2 separate regions of the Sus scrofa genome follow, and region 2 is linked to region 1. A link is a contact called in public Hi-C data. All regions are on one chromosome and are shown on one strand. Each heading gives the region's core, a stretch centred on a gene start, on an enhancer-like site or on the middle of the called end of the contact. The rest is flanking DNA. Distances are from core to core; before and after follow the strand shown. Region 1 has its middle 9.3 kb from the start of TMEM255B. Region 2 overlaps LOC100519511.

Region 1 (5,175 bases), core at 2,010-4,509:
AGCTGCTGCTCGGACACCTGGGACCAGCAGCCCTCCTGGTCTGGAGCTGCTGCAGGAGGCCGGCCCCCAGGTGTGGGGTCAGAGCTGTCAGGTGTAAGAGGCCAGCTCATTGGTGGGACATTTAAGGTGTGCCTCTGGGCCCCTTTCCTGGTGAATAAGCCTGCAGGATAGCCTCTCTTCTGTGTGCTGCAGTCATAGAATGTTCTGGAAGGGTCTTGCAGAACCACCAGGTGCTTTTGGCCTGTGACCTGCAACTGCCACCTGAACATGTGGGAGGCCCGAGATGCGGACCCGTGGGCTGAGGGAGGCTGGGTTTCTGGCCCCACTAATTGCTGTGCCGCCCCAGCGCTGGCTCTGTAACCTGGGATGGGACACATTGATTGGTCCTGGCTGAACATCCAGCTCACGACGTTCAGTGAAGGACCACTGCTGGTTTCCAAGCCTGCTTAATGCGCTCTGGGTCCTCATGGCTGTGAACACAGGATTTAAAGCTCAGCGGAGGTGCGGTCTGGCCCCCGCCACCCGGGCCCCCGGTGCAGAGGCGTAGCCCCTTATGGGGAACCAGCGTCCCCGTGGGGACCCTCTGCCTTCATCTCCTGCTTGGACAGCCGGCGAGACAGGGCACTGGGCACGGCTGAATTGCAGATAAACAACAAAGAGCTTTTTGTGCGTGTCCTAAATTTTACGTGGGACCCACACTAAAAGATTATTCAATGTTTTGGGCTAAATCTGCCACACCTGCTACAGACGATACACTTACAGGTTCGTGGCGATTCCGTCAGCTAGCGGGTCTGTTGGGGTGCAATCACAACCTACGTGTGACATCGGCTTTCTCGTCGCCCGCTCCCGCTCGGGAGAGCCCCCCGGGACACTCAAGCCGAGCAGTTACACACAGGCAGCAAAAGTCCTGTAGTCACTTGACTTTTATTTTCAAATCTTTAAAACTTAAATGAGCACATGGAAAACAATGAACCGGTCAGCACCCACACGGCGAGAGCAGGGCTGCCCCCGCAGCTCCAGGAGCCAGGACGCAGCAGGGGTCCCAGCGGCCTGGCCTGCATCAGCCACGTGGCCGCAGCGTCTGGTCTCGCAGACTAGCTCCGGGCTCCGTGGTGGTGATGACGGTGACTCCAGGCGCTTCGCACCTCTTTCCCCGCTGGGCCGGAGGGACATCCCCACCTGCCTCCAGTCTCGGCCTCTGGGGCCGGGGGTGAGGCGGGGCGGGGGAGGCGCGGTGCGGGGCAGCCCCGCGCTGCCGGGTGGGGCTCATGGTGACTCCCGGTGGCAGGCTTTCTTTGTGGGTCTTCCAGGCCCTGGGCTGTGCGCTGCCTCGGGTGCAGCCCCCTGCTCGGGCACCCTCTGAGGGGTCTCGCTGTCCAGCAGTGAACAATAGTCCTCACTTTAGCTGTTCCCCGGCCCCCTGGGCAGGGGACACGCCATCCGGCTCGGAGGACAGGGCCGCCCTCGGCCCCCAGCGCGGCAGCTCGCCTGTCTCTGTGTGAGTGGCCCGCGATCGGCATTTGCCCTCCAGGCACGTCTTGCCCTGGGTGGCCGCTCCCCACCAATGAGGCCTAGAGCCCAAGCTGGGGGGTCCTCCACAGGGGCCTGAACCCTGTCCTTTCATCCTCTGTGTGCACAAGCCTCGGGGTCCCTGCAGGGCACTGGGCCGGGCACTCGGGCCTCCGTGGGAGCCGAGGAGACTGCCCGTTCCTCCACCTCGGTGGCGACTCAGACAACCACTGTGGTGAAAAGGTCCCCCCCCGCCCCCCGCCCCAGACACGTTTCGTTATTGACCCGGAGAATCTGCAGACGCCTCGCCACCACTTTTTGTTTGTAACAAACAAAAAATGCAATTTCCATCAAAGTAGAAAAGGGTGAAAATAAAAGTTTAAAATAGGAACGGTCTTTCTAGATTGTGATACAGTCCTGGTGCACGCTGTCCCTCAAAATCACACACACAAGTGTGCAGATGCACGGGATACACACACGTCACACAGGCACGTATACACGCACACACATGCACGTGCACACACATGCCTGCACACATGCACACATATGCACAAGCAACACAGATACACATACACACCTGTACATGACACACACATGCACACACATACAGTGTACACATACAACACGTGTGCAGCACACATGAACTGCACACACACTTATGCACATGCACACACACACACCTGTGCACAACACACACACATACACATAAACGCATGCATGCATGTATACGGCACACACATGAACACACACACATACTCACTCTGTCCCCAGCTCTCACCAGGTCCCCACAGTGTCCCCACGCCCTGTCTGCCCCCTTCCGGTGGGTCTCATGTGGCTTTGTCCGGCTGCTCCTGTCTTTATGCATCAATCCCTTTTCTTCCGAAGCTGCGCCACGCTTGTTTGAGTGGAGCTGCGGCCCGGGGCAGGGGGCGGTGGGGGCAGAGCCACCTTGAAGGGCAGCCACACGGGGTTTCTGAGGCAATTCATACCAAAGGGCTGATTCTGAAAAACACAATAACCAACAAACCGAGGTTCCGTCAGATGCTGCCGAGAGGTGCCTCTGGTGCACTCACCCGCCCGCCACTGGAGGTCCCATGAGATGCTGCTCAGTCCCAGTTGTGCACGAGCAAGGCCTCTGTGGACTTCGGGGAGTAGGGCTTGAGTTAGGGCCGCTTGGCGTGGGTGGGGGCCCCAGGGGCGGCGTCAGGGGTGCAGCGGATGTTGGGGCCCTGTACACACGGGCTTTGGCCTTTGTTCCTGCAATCTCCCCCGACAGTGACACTTCTTCTGGGCCCTGGAGCCCTCCCCGCCCCGAGCAGCTCAGCACAGACAGGCCTGCCAGCTGTCCGGGGCCCAGAGCTCGGGTCGCCTGCTAACTCTAACGCATGACGCACTTTCTTGGGGTGTGGATAAGGTGCTCGAGCACCTGGCCACCTTGGATTTGCTGCAGCTAAACCTTGGACACCGTGGGAGTGAATGGAAAGCTCTGCAGGTGGAGGGAAGGCAGAGACCGGGGCTGGGGGCACAGCTCAGAGTCAGGAGACCACAAGGAGGGCCTGCCCCCCACAGGCCATGCTGGGTTCTGGGCCTCCACCCTCAGCTGTGACAAGGCCCCGTGCCCCGCTGGGGGGGTTCCCCCACCCCGTGGAAATGTAATGACCCCTGCACCCCAAAGAGGAATGCCTCCCCATCAGCAGAGGTCACCTGCAGTAGCAGGTGGTGCCCACACGTGGGCGCTGTGTCACGGGAATGCTCCAGGAGGGCCGGGTCTGTCATGTGACACCCCCAAATGTCGGGAACAGAAGCTCGCTGTCAACCAAGAACCAGGAAAGCGGTCAGCAGTCCCACATGGTGACATGGCCAGTGGATTCATCGGAGAGGCTTCAAGGCAGCTTCACAACCGGCCTCGGGGGATTGCCCAGCGCTTGAAGGAAGTAGGGACGAAAAATCTCAGCAAAGAGACAGGCTGTCTGGGAAGCCCTGCAGGACACGCTTCCAGCCCTCTCCCAAAGTCCATGCTGTCCCCTCTTGGTGGCAGCTGGGTCAGTGCCAGGCAGCGCATGCTCTCAAGGGCTGGGCCAGAAGGCATAGGCCCAGAACTACTTGTTACTATATTCTCATAGCCGGCTGGGTTTTTCCTTGTGTGCAGTCTTCATAGATTTGCTAAATATAATTACCCAACACGAGCTCGGCGAAGGCTGAGGTCACCTCCTCTCATTCACGGTGGTGCCCAGCCCCTCTCATGTGTTCTGACACACAAGGGGGCCCCGACTGCAAACCACATGCACACGTCACAGGCATTTTACCAGCTGAGAGAAGGACAGCTGGAGAGGAAAACCTCAATTTGAAAACATGGGATTAAAAATAAATGAGACAGGTTCTCAGGTTTACCCAGACAATTTCAAATGAAGGGAAGATTTGAGTTTGTAAAAACCACGCCTCAATCCCTCAGTGACAGTAGGTGATGCTTTTCCAGGCTCAGCCTCCTATGTCCGAGATCTTATCAAGGCCCAGGCCTCCGGGGGCTAGGACAGGTGGTGTCTGGGCCTGGGGGACCCTGTCCCAGCTCCTTGGCTGGCGTTGGGGACCCCGCAAGTGGGAGCGGCTGCCTCTCCTCGGCACATCAGAACTTGACCAGGGCCGTGGGCACAGAGGCCTGTCCTGCGGGGGGCTTGGCTCCTCTCTCAAGGGCAACGTCCTGTGTGTCACAGGTGACAGTGGACTGGCTGTGGTTGCAAATCCAAGGCCAGGGAGCACCCTCCTTCTGGGGAGTCAGGGGTGGGTTTCCTGCTTCCCACGGGGAGTGAGCACCTTGAAAGGTGAGCTGGGGCCATGGCTGAGGGACCAGAGGTCACGGCCGAAGGACACAAGATCATGGTTACAAGGCTACCAGCAAAGCCCCCAGGGTGTTTGTAATTTAAACATCCCTGGAAATATATATCTCCGTCTCTCTGGTCTGGCCCTGCTGCCTCGACCGGGCGGCCCCCGCGTCTCTGGGGCCTCCGGGCTGCATTATTCATCCCTGGCTCAGCACAGGCCTCTTGGGTTACAGGCAGGCGGTGTTTGCTGCCGTCAGCTGAGACCAGACTCTCACGACGCCCGAGAAGGCCTCACCTGCACGGGGCAGAGGGACGGTGGGTCTGGACCCAGCCAGGCCTGGGGCATGAAGGGGCTTCCTGACAGGTTCTGACCGATTCTTGACTGATTCCTGACCGATTCCCGGCTCTTTGAATCCCTCTCTTTTGAGGGCTCGTCCTGGTCGCAGAGCCTGCTGAGCTCTGTCTGCTCCTGTAGGTGGAGGCGACAGGCCTGCCTCCTGCCCCCTGGATGGGTGGGGAGGCGGGTGGGGAGGTCCCCATGGGAGAGGGCTGTGTCCGGCAGGCCCCCCCGGGTGGGCGCAGGTGCTGAAAGGTGTGTGTGTGGGGGGGCACGCCTGTTCTGTCTTCTGCCTTCAAGTTTTCCCTGAAGACCTGCCATGAGCTAGACACAGTTCCAAGCGGGCGACACAAGGGGGAGAATGCCTCCATGAATTCAGGTCCATGTCAGGGCGAAGGGCCCGGGTCGCCCTGCCCCCACTCCCCCGCACCCCGCTTTCATCCCGAAGGGGCAGAGCGTTCGCTTCTGGAGCCTCCTGGTTCCCTGGGCCTCCCGACCTCAGGGGCTGGC
Region 2 (5,143 bases), core at 149-2,648, 260 kb after region 1:
GTATCTCAATAGGCTGCTTTTTAAAAACCATAAGATTAATTCTAAATAAGGTAGAATTGTCAATGCATTTAAATACTCCATTTCCCAGGCAGTCTAGTAAACTGATATTTTACTGTCCTTACCTAAGGATAGTGTTTGTTTCCAATATGCATTTTTGATCCAACAGGAACTGAAACTGAAATTTAGCACGGCCACATCCTGGACCCCAAAAGTGAAATGTAGGAGAGGCCTCAGCACACAAAGTAGGAAAAGAAAAGCGTGAGAAGTAGTGACAGGGAGACGGCAAGGCCATCCTGGTTTCCTGGTGCCACAGGCAGCTTGGGTCCCAAAGGATGCTGGTCCACACCTCAGCTGGGCCAGCGCCCCCCCCCCCCATTATCACACAAGGACAGCTGTAAATGCACATGAGTCAGCACCCAAAACTGTGTCCACAGGATATATCTGACCAGATGATGCAGCAAAACTATTTTACATGCTTCTTAGGCTAATAGCTGGAAACAAATTATGCAGAGTAACACGGGAGGTTAAAGACTTCTGAATTGGATTTTCTTCTCTGATTCTTCTCACTCTACCATATTTTTGCTGTTGTGGATTTGTTTACAATTCTCAGGTGTATTTGTGTAATTTGCCCTAAAATCTGGGATTGTTACTTTAACAAATACCTAAATAAATCAGATTAAAACTCTTCAGTGTGATGAAATTCCAACCTGACCCCAAACACATCCCCTAAGATGGAGGTGTCAGTAGGTTTTGTGTGCAGTGATCACTACTCTGCTGAGAGGGTCTCAGAATCTGCTCACCTTCTCTGCCACACCCAGGTAAGGCCATGCTTAAACTGTTCTACAGCAACAAACAGTTATCACACTGAACCCAGTTCTTAACACAGTTAAGGCCTCAAAAAAAAAAAAAAAAAAAAAAAGTTAAAAGACTCACTCATTTACCAACAAACTCTGTGTATGGGCCAGGCCCTGGGACCCAGTCAAGGCAGACTGACGCGCTCCTCGGAGCTGGGCCTCCGTAGCATCACAGTACCTAATGCGCTTGGCCACACCTAACTCGCACTGTGGATTTAGGGTGACTCCCCTACTAAAATAAAAGAGAACCAGAGACCCACTTTGATCCTTCCTGCACAGACGCTTGAATCACCCTTCCAGGTTCCAGGTCCACGTGGAAGCACCCAGCCTCCTCCCCGTTCCTGGCAGGCAGACTCTCGAGTGGATAGTGTTTAAAACCATGGGCCTGGAGTCAGTCAGACTGGGTGTGAGTTCGCACTCTTCAGTGGGCTCTCTGAGTGACTGAGAAGCTTACTTAGCCTCTCTAAGCCCCCTTATGCAGAGCAAAGGCTTGTGCTCGAAACTGGATCATGACTGCATTTGGCCTTTGGTGCGTTCTGGGGAGTTTGCCAGGTTGTCCACACCCTGTTTCTCAAACTGGGCACAGTACAGTACAGTGTTTAGAGTCTTGAGATCGGGCTAAATTTGACAGAAAAACTTGCCTAGTAGAGACAGAACACTTGGTTTCATATTTGCACCTCCTTTACAACTGTGGCAATTTAAGGTTGATAGCAGAGGCTCCTGATACCGCCAATCCCACTGCACCACAGAGGGAACTCCGAGGAGTTCTGATTTCGAAGGTAACTTGAAAAGTAAGAAGTACTAGGTATGCTTTCAGGTGAGGAGATGTGTTTATCCCATATGACATGCGCATCAAATTAGTTCAAATATGTAGAACTTTGGAATGCTTTTAAATCCCCATAAATATAATGACCAGGAACAGTGGCGGGAAGGTGGAGGAAGAAGAGAGGGAGGAGGGTGGGGGTGCCGGCAGCAAAGGGCCCAGGGGCCCAGACTGACACCTGGTGAGGCAAGGAGGCGCTGCCCTTGGGCCCTGGGGCCTAACCCTGCACCAGTGCCCATCCATCGCAAAGCCTGGACCCCAGCTCCCCCAACATGGACCCTGGACAATGGGCCTGACAAACTCCAAAGTCCACTGGGGGCCAGTTTCCTCAGGTTTTGCACTGCTCACCCTCTTGCTTGCTGCCAAATCAGCCTCAGGAAAGGCCCACTTAAGACCACCTCAGGGCTCCCAGGGTCCCTGTATCCCAGGTGGAGGGGACGGCCTCCTTCCCTCTGGACTTGGGTGCACGTAGGCCCCTGCTCTGGGTGCCAAGCAGACCAAGGCCTGAATGTGAGGGAATGTTTTGGAAATGCAGAAGTGGGCGCTGGACAGAGGCCAGGCCTTGCCAGTGCTGGAGGTCTGCAATGGCCAACCTGCAGCTCTAACTTAGCGGCTTGGTTGGCGGGGAGGTCAGGCTGCCTAGCAGAGAAAGCAAACTCCTGAGAGAGGTGGGCTCCACACATGGGGCCGGGTAGGACCATGGGTGTGAGACCTGAGCTTCAGCCGCCAGGAAGCAGGAGCACGGATTCTGAGGATAACTTGAGAGAAGCGAATGCAGGATCCTCGCCAGTGAGCACATGTCCCATCTCAGGGAACCACTGCAGCCTCTGGACCATGTAACCAGGATGCTGCTATGCCCATTAGTTTTCTCTTCCCAGCATTAACCACAAACTCCAATAACACTGTAGAAGCTTAACACTCCTTGGTTGTTAAAAAAATTACTTAGAAACAGGTTAATTTTCACGTTAACGTTTGAGTACGTTGGGGACACCACAAAGCAAAATGACCCTCACAGCAGTGGCTGAAACGCAAAGGACCTAACAGCTGGTAACCGGGCCTCCCTGGTCCTCAGGGTCTAGGACCTGCCTGAGCCTCCCCACGGCTCCGGCCTCCTGTGTCTGGGTCGGTCCACGCCCCCGGCGCCAGGGGCGCGTCCCAGAAAGGGCCGGACCTTGGAGATCAGGGAATGCGCAGGCGGCGCGCCCTCTGCTGGCGGCTCCGGAGCTGCAGCTCATCTCGGAGCGCCGCGCGGGGCCAGACCTAGAGCCCCAGGTACTGGGTGCGCGCCGGGGGATGGGGAGGCCACTCTCTCCCTTTCCCAGCTTGGTGAGAAGAGTCAAGGAGCCTGTAACGCCAGCTTCCCTAATTGGCACTTTTCCTCAGGTTTTTTTCCCCACTAGCTTTACCAAATTGTAAACTGCAGCAAAAAAACCACTTGTTCTCAATCAGTGTTTACTAAGTAACCTGGAATGCTGAGAGCTGCTGCAACCAGCAAGTGCTGCCTACGCTCAAACTGGCAATTCTTCAGCACAGTTTTATGGGCTGCTGTTTTATTATAAGAGTTTCCAAGTTATTAAATCCAATTTGGGAAAATATTAGGTTCCCCAAGAATTTTAGCAGAATCATGTTTAGAAGTAGTAGGGGTAAGTTCTGTGATGAGGAAAAAGCTTCCTTTCACCCTCCTAGGATGTGAAGCCAAAGAATCAAACTGACGTAAGACATAAACAGCAGGAAAGCATACGAACTTATCTGATATTTTACATGTACGTGGGAGTATTCAAAAGGAAAATGAAAACCTGAAGAGACCATTAAACCCAGGAGCTCAGGTACCTTTTTTTGTTTTGTTTTGTTTTTAGGGCTGCACCCGAGGCATATGGAGGTTCCCAGGCTAGGGGTCAAATCGGAGCCACAGCCGCGGCAGTACAGAATCCGAGCCACAACTGCGACCTACACCACAGCTCACGGCAGCGAGAGATCCTTAACTCACTGAGCGAGGCCAGGGATTAAACCCGCAACCTCATGGTTCCTAGTCGGATTCATTTCCACTGCGCCACGAAGGAACTCCGTCAGGTACCTTTTTAAGCAAAGAATGATAAGTCATGAGGATGAAGCTGACAGCACTAACGGCCTGAACCTAGCCAGAACCCATACTGGGACTCGAACCCAGCCTAAAGCCAGATTGGGACTCGAACCCATGGTTTTAAATTAAAATCACTCCCCTGGTGTCCGGATTCACTGAGGTTCAAGTCCTTCATGCCTCCGTGCAGAAGGAACTCAGCGAGAGACAAAGGGATAGGCAAGAAATAGATTTATTAAGATAGGACGCTGGTGAGAGATGCAAGTGGGCAGGCAAGGAGGCTCTGCCTGAGCACTAGGTGGGCTACAGCTTTATCCTCCAAGGGGAGTGGGGGTGGGGAGAGACTGCCTCTTCCTCTTTCTTCGATCAGTAGCCCCTCCTTAGTATCTGGTAAGTGTGTATTCAAATCAGCAGAAAGGTGGTCCTCAAACTCCTGCCCTTGGTCTGAACCTGAATGCAGGCCTCACCCCATCCCCCACCCAACGACCTGAGGCAATTCTCGAACTTCCACCAGTCAAGCAGCCTGCCTTGTTCTGACGGCTTTCTTGAGCAGTTATTAACCTACCGTGATCCCCAATGTTTCTTATGTTTCCTCCTCTATCCACGGTCCCTTATCGAGATGTCTGCCACTACCTGTGCCTACTCCATCCCTATCAAGTTGTAACAAGTCAGACGGACTGGGCCTGCGGCAGTACCTGTGGGAGACACCTGGGAGTGAGGGAAGATGAGGGTCACTTTAGTTGTGTTGTGAACACCGTCTCTGGTGACTCCTTGTCTCTGGTGGTGAGCGGAGGGCATCTCTTGGTGCAGGAGGGTGTCTTTCTCGAGAGAAACTTATGTCCAAGTTCTAGGTAGAAAGCTGGTGCGCAGAGAGCCGTGCTTGCACCTGCTGTTTCTTGAAGTATCCAGTCAGCCAAAGTCGTATATTTTGGGGTGGCGTGTTGTGAACCCCTTCAGATCCTTACGTAAAATCCATCAAAGTAACGTTTCCACATGAATCACAGCTTGCCACGGTGCCGTCAGAAGAGGACTCAGCAGCGTACACATCAATAACCTGTCTCTCCCTGCCTTACATGGTAATGTGCGCTGCCGGCACACTGTACATTTTCTATATACATGCATGGACCGGATTTAATGGGTCACCAAAGCCCCCTGCAGTCCCTAGCCATGGTCGTTGATGTCAATTACTGTTTCTTCTCCTTCTCCTCTGGAACACCATAGCCTTTGGTTTTCACTGACTCCCTTCTGTGCTGCTCAGAGCACCTAGTTTCCCTTTTTCCAGTAGCATGGACCCCGCCCTGGCTCGCTCCCCCTCCACACCCCCCACACCCTACTCTGCTCCTTGCAGACCATGCCGTGCTGGATGAGACCCCCCAGCCACTCACCAGC

What was found. A called contact is a pair of places that touch in the nucleus more often than the background predicts.
Region 2: a Hi-C map of subcutaneous adipose tissue shows a contact between it and region 1, with 2.3 times the contacts expected there. The contact joins two enhancer-like sites. A contact is called at or near these places in 1 of 5 promoter capture datasets (liver), 11 of 47 Hi-C or Micro-C datasets (brain, embryonic fibroblasts, fetal skeletal muscle and 6 more) and 1 of 2 datasets of contacts at active chromatin or transcription factors (skeletal muscle).

The regions. Positions count from the first base shown.
Region 1 is chr11:78,804,887-78,810,061 of Sscrofa11.1, forward strand. No RefSeq gene overlaps it. Among named protein-coding and RNA genes, the nearest start is that of TMEM255B, 9.3 kb to the right of the region's middle. Within about 2 kb of position 3,260, at least 21 of the 83 cell types and tissues checked have an H3K27ac peak or open chromatin away from gene starts, as enhancers often do. A contact at or near this core is called in retroperitoneal adipose tissue and subcutaneous adipose tissue, where this site is marked.
Region 2 is chr11:79,070,168-79,075,310 of Sscrofa11.1, forward strand. It overlaps LOC100519511, which reads left to right. Exons shown (of 5, transcript XM_005653842.3): 5 at 1-685. Among named protein-coding and RNA genes, the nearest start is that of CDC16, 12 kb to the right of the region's middle. Within about 2 kb of position 1,399, at least 15 of the 83 cell types and tissues checked have an H3K27ac peak or open chromatin away from gene starts, as enhancers often do. A contact at or near this core is called in retroperitoneal adipose tissue and subcutaneous adipose tissue, where this site is marked.